Linked DNA regions of Mus musculus: regions 1 and 2 are each linked to region 3. A link is a contact called in public promoter capture Hi-C data. All regions are on one chromosome and are shown on one strand. The core of a region is the stretch at or near the end of the contact, and the rest is flanking DNA. Distances in the headings are between cores, read along the strand shown. Region 1 overlaps Pkig (protein kinase inhibitor, gamma). Region 2 overlaps L3mbtl1 (L3MBTL1 histone methyl-lysine binding protein). Region 3 holds the start of Gdap1l1 (ganglioside-induced differentiation-associated protein 1-like 1).

What was found. Promoter capture Hi-C pulls out the DNA fragments that hold promoters and counts their contacts.
Region 1: a contact with region 3 is called in a promoter capture Hi-C map of liver, with 2.9 times the contacts expected there. The contact joins the enhancer-like site here to the promoter of Gdap1l1 in region 3. A contact is called at or near these places in 7 of 39 promoter capture datasets (the 3T3-L1 cell line, the C10 cell line, embryonic stem cells and 3 more) and 4 of 484 Hi-C or Micro-C datasets (the G1E-ER4 cell line, extraembryonic endoderm stem cells, large pre-B cells and 1 more).
Region 2: a contact with region 3 is called in a promoter capture Hi-C map of hippocampal neurons, with 2.4 times the contacts expected there. The contact joins the enhancer-like site here to the promoter of Gdap1l1 in region 3. A contact is called at or near these places in 5 of 39 promoter capture datasets (the C10 cell line, cranial neural crest, hippocampal neurons and 2 more) and 2 of 115 datasets of contacts at active chromatin or transcription factors (embryonic basal ganglia and forebrain).

The regions. Positions count from the first base shown.
Region 1 is chr2:163,718,110-163,720,809 of GRCm38.p6, forward strand. All of the region lies in intron 2 of Pkig (protein kinase inhibitor, gamma), which reads left to right. Among named protein-coding and RNA genes, the nearest start is that of Gm16316, 27 kb to the left of the region's middle. Within about 2 kb of position 1,377, at least 88 of the 459 cell types and tissues checked have an H3K27ac peak or open chromatin away from gene starts, as enhancers often do. A contact at or near this core is called in the G1E-ER4 cell line, hippocampal neurons, liver and 1 more, where this site is marked.
Region 2 is chr2:162,972,448-162,975,147 of GRCm38.p6, forward strand. It overlaps L3mbtl1 (L3MBTL1 histone methyl-lysine binding protein), which reads left to right. Exons shown (of 23, transcript NM_001081338.2): 23 at 1,941-2,700. The coding sequence ends at 2,075. Among named protein-coding and RNA genes, the nearest start is that of Sgk2, 14 kb to the right of the region's middle. Within about 2 kb of position 1,379, at least 84 of the 459 cell types and tissues checked have an H3K27ac peak or open chromatin away from gene starts, as enhancers often do. A contact at or near this core is called in hippocampal neurons, liver and neural stem cells, where this site is marked.
Region 3 is chr2:163,437,052-163,439,751 of GRCm38.p6, forward strand. Gdap1l1 (ganglioside-induced differentiation-associated protein 1-like 1) reads left to right here and starts at 1,416. Exons shown (of 6, transcript NM_144891.2): 1 at 1,416-1,674. The coding sequence starts at 1,495.

The DNA of each region.
Region 1 (2,700 bases), core at 127-2,626, 280 kb after region 3:
GTGGCCTGGTGCACACTGGTAGGATTTGTTGGAGGATGTGGAGGCAGGAGGATCCTGAGTTTGAGGAAAGCCAGACTGTAGTAGCTCATACCTTTAATCCCAGCACCTGGGAGGCAGAGGCAGGTGGATCTCTAAGTTTGAGGCCAGCCTGGTCTACAGAGTGAGTTCCAGGACAGCCAGGGCTACACAGAGAAGAAGTTTTGAAAAACAAACAAACAAACAAACAAACAAACAAAAAAGTTACTCATATATGACTATATGATTTTATTTCACTTCCAGCATAAATGAACATTTTCTCATGCTTGTCTGTCTGTCTGTTGGGATGGCATCTTGCTATGTACCTCAGGCTAGCCGGACCCAAGGTCATCCTCCCTTGGCATCAAGTAGCTGTAATTCTAGGCCTAGGCTACCATAGTGTGAAGAATACAGTCATGGAAGACAGTAAATTTGAGTGTTTGTGTGTTGAGCTGGAAACTCCCCAGAGCTGTGTTTGGAGCCATGGTCCCTAAGGATGAATGAAGATGGGTGCTTTCCAGGATTGGGTTTGGGACTTGGCAGTGCCAACAGCATCAGCTTTCTGCCAGGGTGGCTCAAAGGTCAGACATAGCAAGAGCAAGTTTAAAGCCCTAGGGAGTCTGTCCTAGTGAGAGGCCAGCAGGTGGCTTAGCAGGTAATTCATCTTCTGGTGTCAGATCCTGGAGAGAGCAACAACGGTGGAGCACTCCGGCAGTCAGAGCCTTCCCTGCAGTCCCTGGGGTCACTCTGTCATCCCACAGATAGGGAATGGAGGAGAGGATGGGTGGGTGGGCAGGTGGGCGGGTGAAAAGCTGTGTGATCCAGGTGTATTTATAGCGCACTCCTCTGTAGCAGGTGCCGAGCCCAGCATCTTGGAAGGAAGCAGCAGAGTGGGTTTGGCTCAGCTGCCAAGATCAGGCCTCTCAGTCTGGTGCAGTGACAATCCAGACACAAATCTCTTTTCATGGAACTGACGTTCTCGATGGAAAAGAGCTGAGCAAAGAGGCTACAGCAGATGGTGTGGGCTACCCAGGGTTTGACCCACCCCATGGGCAGCTGGTGTCACCTGGGGAAACATCTGAGCCTAGGAAGCACATGGACTGGCCTGAGACCTTTCCAAGTCAAGTTATAAAGTTACACACACACAGTGCTTATCTACGGGGTGGGGCCATTGAGAGTGATGGACGTGAGCAAGTGCCTGGTGACTGTCCTCACCACTCTTTGTGCTGCAGTCTCATCATTGTAGAGTGTCATCACCATTGCAACAGGCTCTGCCGAGGCTTTGAACAGTTTCCCCAGAGGAAGGGGAGGCAGTGTGAGCAGCAGAAGGAACCACCTCCAGGAGTTCGCTCTGGTCTCCCCACACACTAAGAAAGACAGGCAGGGAGCGCCATCTGCTGGGTGCAGAGGGCACTTCCTTACACAGAATTTTGCTTCTGCCTCATTTGGAAACCCAAAGAGGGGCAGGGTCTTTGCTTGAGAGAATTGGCTATGAAATCTAATGTATGGTCTGGTCCCTGGATAATTACCGAGTTCCTTCCTTAGAATCATGGTTCTCTTCACTCTAGACTATTGTCCCCCACAGGGACATTCCTGGTCTCACGCCTTTGTTCCCTCTCCAGCCTCTTCCATGTGCCCTCCCCACCATCCCATTGGAGGGCTCATGGGAGCTTGAAGCCAGCAGGGACTTAATGAACCCTTGAATGGTTGCTTTCCATCCATCTGGCGTCCCAAATGCTTCCCTCTGGGTCCCATTTCAATAGCCACACCTCCTCTTACCACCTGACTTAAGTCAGAAACCAAAACTCCCTGTCAGACAGAAGCTGCCCACATATTTGTTTTCCAGGTTGTGTCTAGGATCCAGCTAGGTGTCTGCTTGGTCCCTGTTGCGTTCTCACCTCTGACCTCCCCAGAAGCCTAACCTAACCCATCCACAGCTGTCTTCATGGTCTTACCTAAACCCCTCCAGGGTGTGTCTTCCCTGCCACTGTCCCTCATGTGTGTCCTTTCTGCTCTGCTCCACCCCATCTTCCTTCCTCAGAGCCTCAGTACCCGCCTGTTCCCTTCCTTAGGGCCTCCTTGTACCCCCATTCCTTCTTCCTGCCTTTTTTTTTCTTTTTATAATTTTTGCCTCTCTTCATTTTATAATTTTACTTGAGACATGGTCTCATTCTTTTATCCCAGAGCTCACTATTCAACTGTGTAGCTCAGACTGGCCTCGAGCTCACAACAGTCCTCCTGCCTGAGTCTCTTCAGTGCTGGAGCTTCAGGTGGAAGCTACCATGCCCAGATTCTTTCCGTACATCCTTGCCTATTGGCTGATGTGCTGCTTTCCATCTTGGGTCCTGGCCATCCCTCTAGCGCCCTTGAAGCCCTGAACACGCAGTCATGAGCTAAGTGACCCAGTGTGCAGTGAACTCTAAGCTCTGTGAGGTGGGAGCGATGCCGGCTTGCTGTGCTCCCATGTGGGGCAAGCTGCTCAGGAGCTGGACTTTGAATCAAGATGGAATGCATGGTCTTACATGTTTTCACATTTATCTTGCTGTATGTGTGTGTGTGTGTTTACACAAGGTACACAGTGCAGGTGTGAAGGTCATAAAAGAATGTGCAGGAGTTCATTCTGTCAGGCACATGGTGTCTGGGGCTTAGTGGCAAGCACCTTTACCCACTGAGCCATCTTCCTGA
Region 2 (2,700 bases), core at 129-2,628, 460 kb before region 3:
ATGAAACACGTGGACTTGAGTCCACTTCCATCAAGACAGAATATCCCCATCATACCAGAAAGTTCTGCCTCAGCCTCTTCTGGTCGGGCCTCACCCCAAAACATAACCACTGTAGATCGTCATATTTTTTTTAGCACTGTGGATTTATAGATTGGCTTTGCCTGTTCTTGAACTGTGTGCGCGGGATCAGACAGCGGTGCTCTGTGGGTCTCTCTTCGTTCCCTGTAGTGCTGTGACGTGCTGCATACACTCAGAGTTTTTCTCCACTTGATGCTCAGGGGGCAGCTCTCCTGTCCATGGACATTTAAAGGTTTCCCTCTCAGTCCCATGCCTCACAAACCCCTTGCCCTGCCTTCTCCCCCCTTCTCCCTCCCCATAGCTGGCTTTGGGGACTGGAATACACACTTCTCAGCCTTTCACACACTGGCTCCATCTGTCTGGGGATGAGGCAGCTGGAAGTAAATTGCAGACCTCACGGTCTTTCACCTCTGACCACTGTGACTCGTGACTTTTTAAAACAACGCTGTTATTGCGAAAGCAAGCAATCAGTACTAGCTTCTCTGACCTACCGACCAAGCCCTGCCCTTCCCCACATTTCTTGTCACCTCAGAACGTTTTTTAAAAAATCGTTCTTGAGCCAAATAAGGCCCATATAAATTATTTCAGGTGTTTTGTAGCCCTTCAATATCTCCTGTTCTAGGAGAGTATTCTCTTTTTTTTATTAGGTATTTTCCTCGTTTACATTTTCAATGCTATGAGAGTATTCTCTTATCTTGTCTCTCACTCTCTTTTTTTTTCCTTGTGATATATATTTTTTTAAAAAGTCTCGGAGTCAGGACCAGCAAGTTGGCTAATAAGCTGGTAAAGGTGCCTGACACCAAGCTTGAAGACCTGAGTTTGATCCCTAAAACTCCCATGATGGAAGGAGAGCGCTGACTCCTGGAAATTGCCCTCTGGCCTCCACACACGTGTAGTAATGTGCACACATTCAACACCAACACTCACATCCGTACATACACAAAGTAAATAACTTTAATAGAAGAAGGCTTACAACTAAAAATCAGATCCAAAAGCTTGTTTACATTGGAGTGTTCTCCATCTCTCTGATTTGGGGGGCAGGAATAGGTCAGAGGTTACAGTGAACCCCATGCGATAGCCCTCAAAATCCCCAGCTTGCTGTTAGTCGCCCTGAGCTTGACAGGTGGGTCCCCACAGGCAGCTGTGGGGTTTCTGTTGTCTTTGTTTTTGTTTGTCTTTGCTCTCTTTTGGCTTCGGGCGGTTCACAAATGCTAGATCCCACGCGTAGATATGGAAGCTGTTGCCCCGGTTACAAAGTGAGTCCAGGCAGTGTTTTTAAAGCTGATGACTAATGAGTGAAGCCGCTCAGACCAGGAGCCAGGATTGCTCCTGAGACGGGCGAGCGTGCAGTCTGTGCAACAATATCCTGGGGCCCTGTGCTTAGAAGGACCTGGCAGCTGGCTTGGTGCTCTGCTGCCACTATTTTGAAATTCTTGCAAACTTTCAAACAAGAAGCTCCGAGTTGTCGTTTGGTAGCAAGCCCCACAACTGTGTCAGCAGCAACTGTTTTCTCGAAGCTACTGTCTGTAAGGGCTCCAAAGACGCTTTTCCAGTGTACATGTCTGACACAGAGCAGTCAGCAGAAAGACAAAGAAAAGCTGAATGTGTGTGGTGCGGGGGACCAGGCTTCTTGCGTTCCTTCTCCGCCCCCATTGTTGTCTTCCTTCTCTCCTTTTTCCCTCCCTTGTCTTTTCTTTTTGCCCTCCCTCCCTTCCCTACCCACCACATGCCCTTTCTCCCCTCCCCCTACTTCCCACCATATCTGCCCCTACCTTCCTTTCACCTCACCCCCACCACCACACCTGACCTCCCCCCCCCATACCTTCCCCCCCCATCTCCTTCTCACTCTCCCACCCCCTCAGATGATTGACGGCGAGGCCTTCCTTTTGCTGACACAGGCGGACATTGTGAAGATCATGAGTGTCAAGCTAGGCCCAGCCTTGAAGATCTATAACGCCATTCTCATGTTCAAAAACACTGACGATGCCTTTAAGTGACTGGTTGGGGGCGGGGAAGTGGGGGCTCCTCCCATCCTCGCGGGGCTCCCTCTGCAAATGGTGCTTCTCTCCCAACTTGAGTTCTGCACCCCTGCCCTCACTGTCTGACTAGATGTGCGGGAGCAGAGGAGCCTGGGGAAGCAGGTCTCAGCCCTCGGTCCTAGAGTTCAGTTGCCCCGGGGAAGGTGTGACTAAACCGAGACCTGACTGATATAAGGGCCGCAGGTATCCTGGCTGGGGTAGCCTACAGCTTTAGCCACCTTGGTTATTGTCTTAGGAATTAGGAGGAGCTAGGTAGGGTAGGCATCCTCTATTCAGACCTATGTCGCTTTTTGGCATCTCTATGTCCTTTCTCCTCCTTGGCCCATCTCCTCCTACGAAGAACTGGCCATGACCTTGGTGTGCACATTTTACACATGATAGGCGCCTCCCTCCCTGTCCGCTGTTGGCTGTATACCCTTGCTCCCCGTTCATGGTCCAGCCAGGCCCCATGGCTCTCTTCCCCCATAGATGCTTAAGACTCAGAAATATGGGAGCATCTTACTAGGAGCCTCTGGCTGTCTTCTCCCTTTTGCCTCTAGGCAGAGATTGAGAGCCCAGGCACCACCTTCCTGAACACGTTCAG
Region 3 (2,700 bases), core at 166-2,665:
AATAAATAAATAAAAATAAAAATAAAAATAAAAATAAAAATAAAAAAAAGACCAGCCACGTCTTCAACACTGTCTGTGAGGTGAAGTGTCCAGGACTCCGAAACAGCAAACAGTGAGGCCTGCTCTCCCAGTTACACTAACTCATAAGAGCAGGGTTCGACAAACGGGCTCACGAGACAGGGGTTCTTAGTAAAATTGGCCTACATAAGTACATTCTGTGACGTTTGCAGACATTGCCCAAGGATATATTTCTTATAACTTCTCCCACTCTTTAGGGGCCAGCAACTGTATTTTTCAACTACTATCTCGGGGTCCACTTCTCAAAGGTAAATTATGACATTAATAACATTCATATTCTGGGACTGAAGAGGTGGCTCAGCTATTAAGAACACTGGCTGTTCTTCCAGAGGACTGGTGTTCAAATCCACATGGTGTCTAACAACTGTAACTCCAATTCCAGGGGATCTGACACCTCTTCTGGCCTCCGAGGGCACTAGACATGCATCTGGCACCCAGACATATTCATGCAGACAAAAACACCCATACACATACAAATAAATAAATATCTAATAAAATATTTTCCAGGGGAAGCATGGGTATGCTTAGGTAACCTTACCTAAGTTCCAAAGAACATTTAAAATCTCCTACAGGAGAGGCACAAGGGCTGTCTACAGACTCCTACCTGGCTACATATCCTAGGGTAATGGTGTCACCTAGGATCCCACCAATGGTACCCCTCCTCACCTGGGAAAGTCATGTCTACATAGCTAAGACACATGATTCCTTTAAAGAGCTTGAGTTGCTGCTTGCAGGACTGCTGAATCACGAGCCAGTCCCGTCCTGTATGAAGCCAGCCTTGAGTTTGAATCTCAGCTCCACCAGTTAGCAGCTCTATGACCTTGAGCAAGGTCACTTCTCCTCTGAGCCTCCCTTTCTTCCTCTGTAAATCAGGCCAAAGGGGTAGACCGCTGGAAAGCCCTTAGTGCCTGTGCCTGGGCAGAGAGAAAGTGCCGATGTGGTTAACAAATTACAATTCATCCCCTTCTGCTGTTGGAAACCCTTTAGGAAGGGGAACATCAGAAAATGGAGTTTCAAATAAAGCTATCTCCAGACACTACTTGTGAAAAAGGGTTAACAGACCTCTATACTGCCATTTATCTAAACTAAGAAGTGTTTCCGCAAGATTGAGAGGCACAAATGCGTAATTATGGTGAAGTCTTTGGCAGGTGACTGACCAACTGTGAGCGCTCTGGGGGGCTTGGCCCGGGTTTCTGCAACCTTCCCTCCCTAGGGCCCTCAGGGAGGACCTCCAGCTGGGAGGAGGAGGAAAGAGCCCCGGGATCCCCTTGCCCCTCCTCCTGCACCCAGTGAGTAATGACATCGCGGGGAGGGGGAGGAGGAAGAGGGGCAGGCTCGAAGAGGCCATGTGATGCTGGGCGCCAGCGAGCCGCTGCCGAGCCGCCTCCTTCCTCCTTCCTCGGATCGCGGGCTGTCATGGCGACCCCCAACAACCTGACCCCCACCAACTGCAGCTGGTGGCCCATCTCGGCACTGGAGAGCGATGCAGCCAAGCCGGTGGAGACCCCCGACGCGCCCGAGGCATCCAGCCCCGCCCATTGGCCCAAGGAGAGCCTGGTTCTGTACCACTGGACCCAGTCCTTCAGCTCGCAGAAGGTAGAGCGGGCGCGGGGTGCGGACAGGCGACTGGGAGGGGACCGGAGAGAGAGGCAGGTAGCACCGGGGGTCCCCGGAGGGAACTGTCCTGAGGGGCCGCAGAGCCCTGCCCCAATGCCAGGAGCATCTCCTTAGGCCTCGTTTCCTCCTGGGGACACCTGAACAGAGAGACAAAGGCCGGGGACAGACCTGCCCTGCCGGCAAGCGGCCTGATGGGGCTGAGCAGAGGAAGCCTCACTTTAGGCCAGCTTTCATCCCATCCACTGTTCCAGACACTCTCGGGCCACAGCTCTGAGGCCCTCGTTCTAGCAGGGGTCTTCTTCAGTCAGGGACTTAGGAAGTCTTTCCTCCCGCCGTCACCCTTTCTCAAGAGCTGAGAAGGAAGGAGTTAACCCATCCCCTCAGAGCAGCTGGCTTGCCCATCAGATTTGTTTTGCTCTTAAAGGCACAGACCGGCTTTGGCTCCTTAGACCACTTAGAACACTCCCCTCCTTTCTAGGGTAGGGGCAGTTGAAAGTACACCTTAGTACTGTCACCGGGGTTTCCGCTTTGTAGGAGTGAGATTAGGCTCTGCGCCCAATACCTGGTGGTTCTAAGGGACTCAGTCTCCCACCCTGCCTGGGTAGCAGTCCTGTCTGTAGCCAGTGGGTTCAGCACCATGGCCAGAGCCCAGAACTCGTTCTAAGGCATAGCTGTTTGTTACCTGACTACCCCAGCTCCCCACCGCCCTGTCCCATGCCTTCATTTTACACATGGGGGCCGGCAAGTATTGCTGAAGATAAATGCTTGGGAAAACAAAGACTTGGATTTGTGTTTTGGTCCAGGTTAAGTTTTATAACCTGAAAAATGGGATAGTGATAGAGGTAATAATAGCCACCAGGAACTTGAACCCCTCAGTAGAGTTTCTGGAGGGGCTGTTTAAGGGGTGACACAACAGTACTCCAGGCTGGCTCTACTCACACCCCACTGTGCCTTGAAATCACTTCATGATCCTGGCTAAGACACAGCCTGCCAGAATCTGCCCCA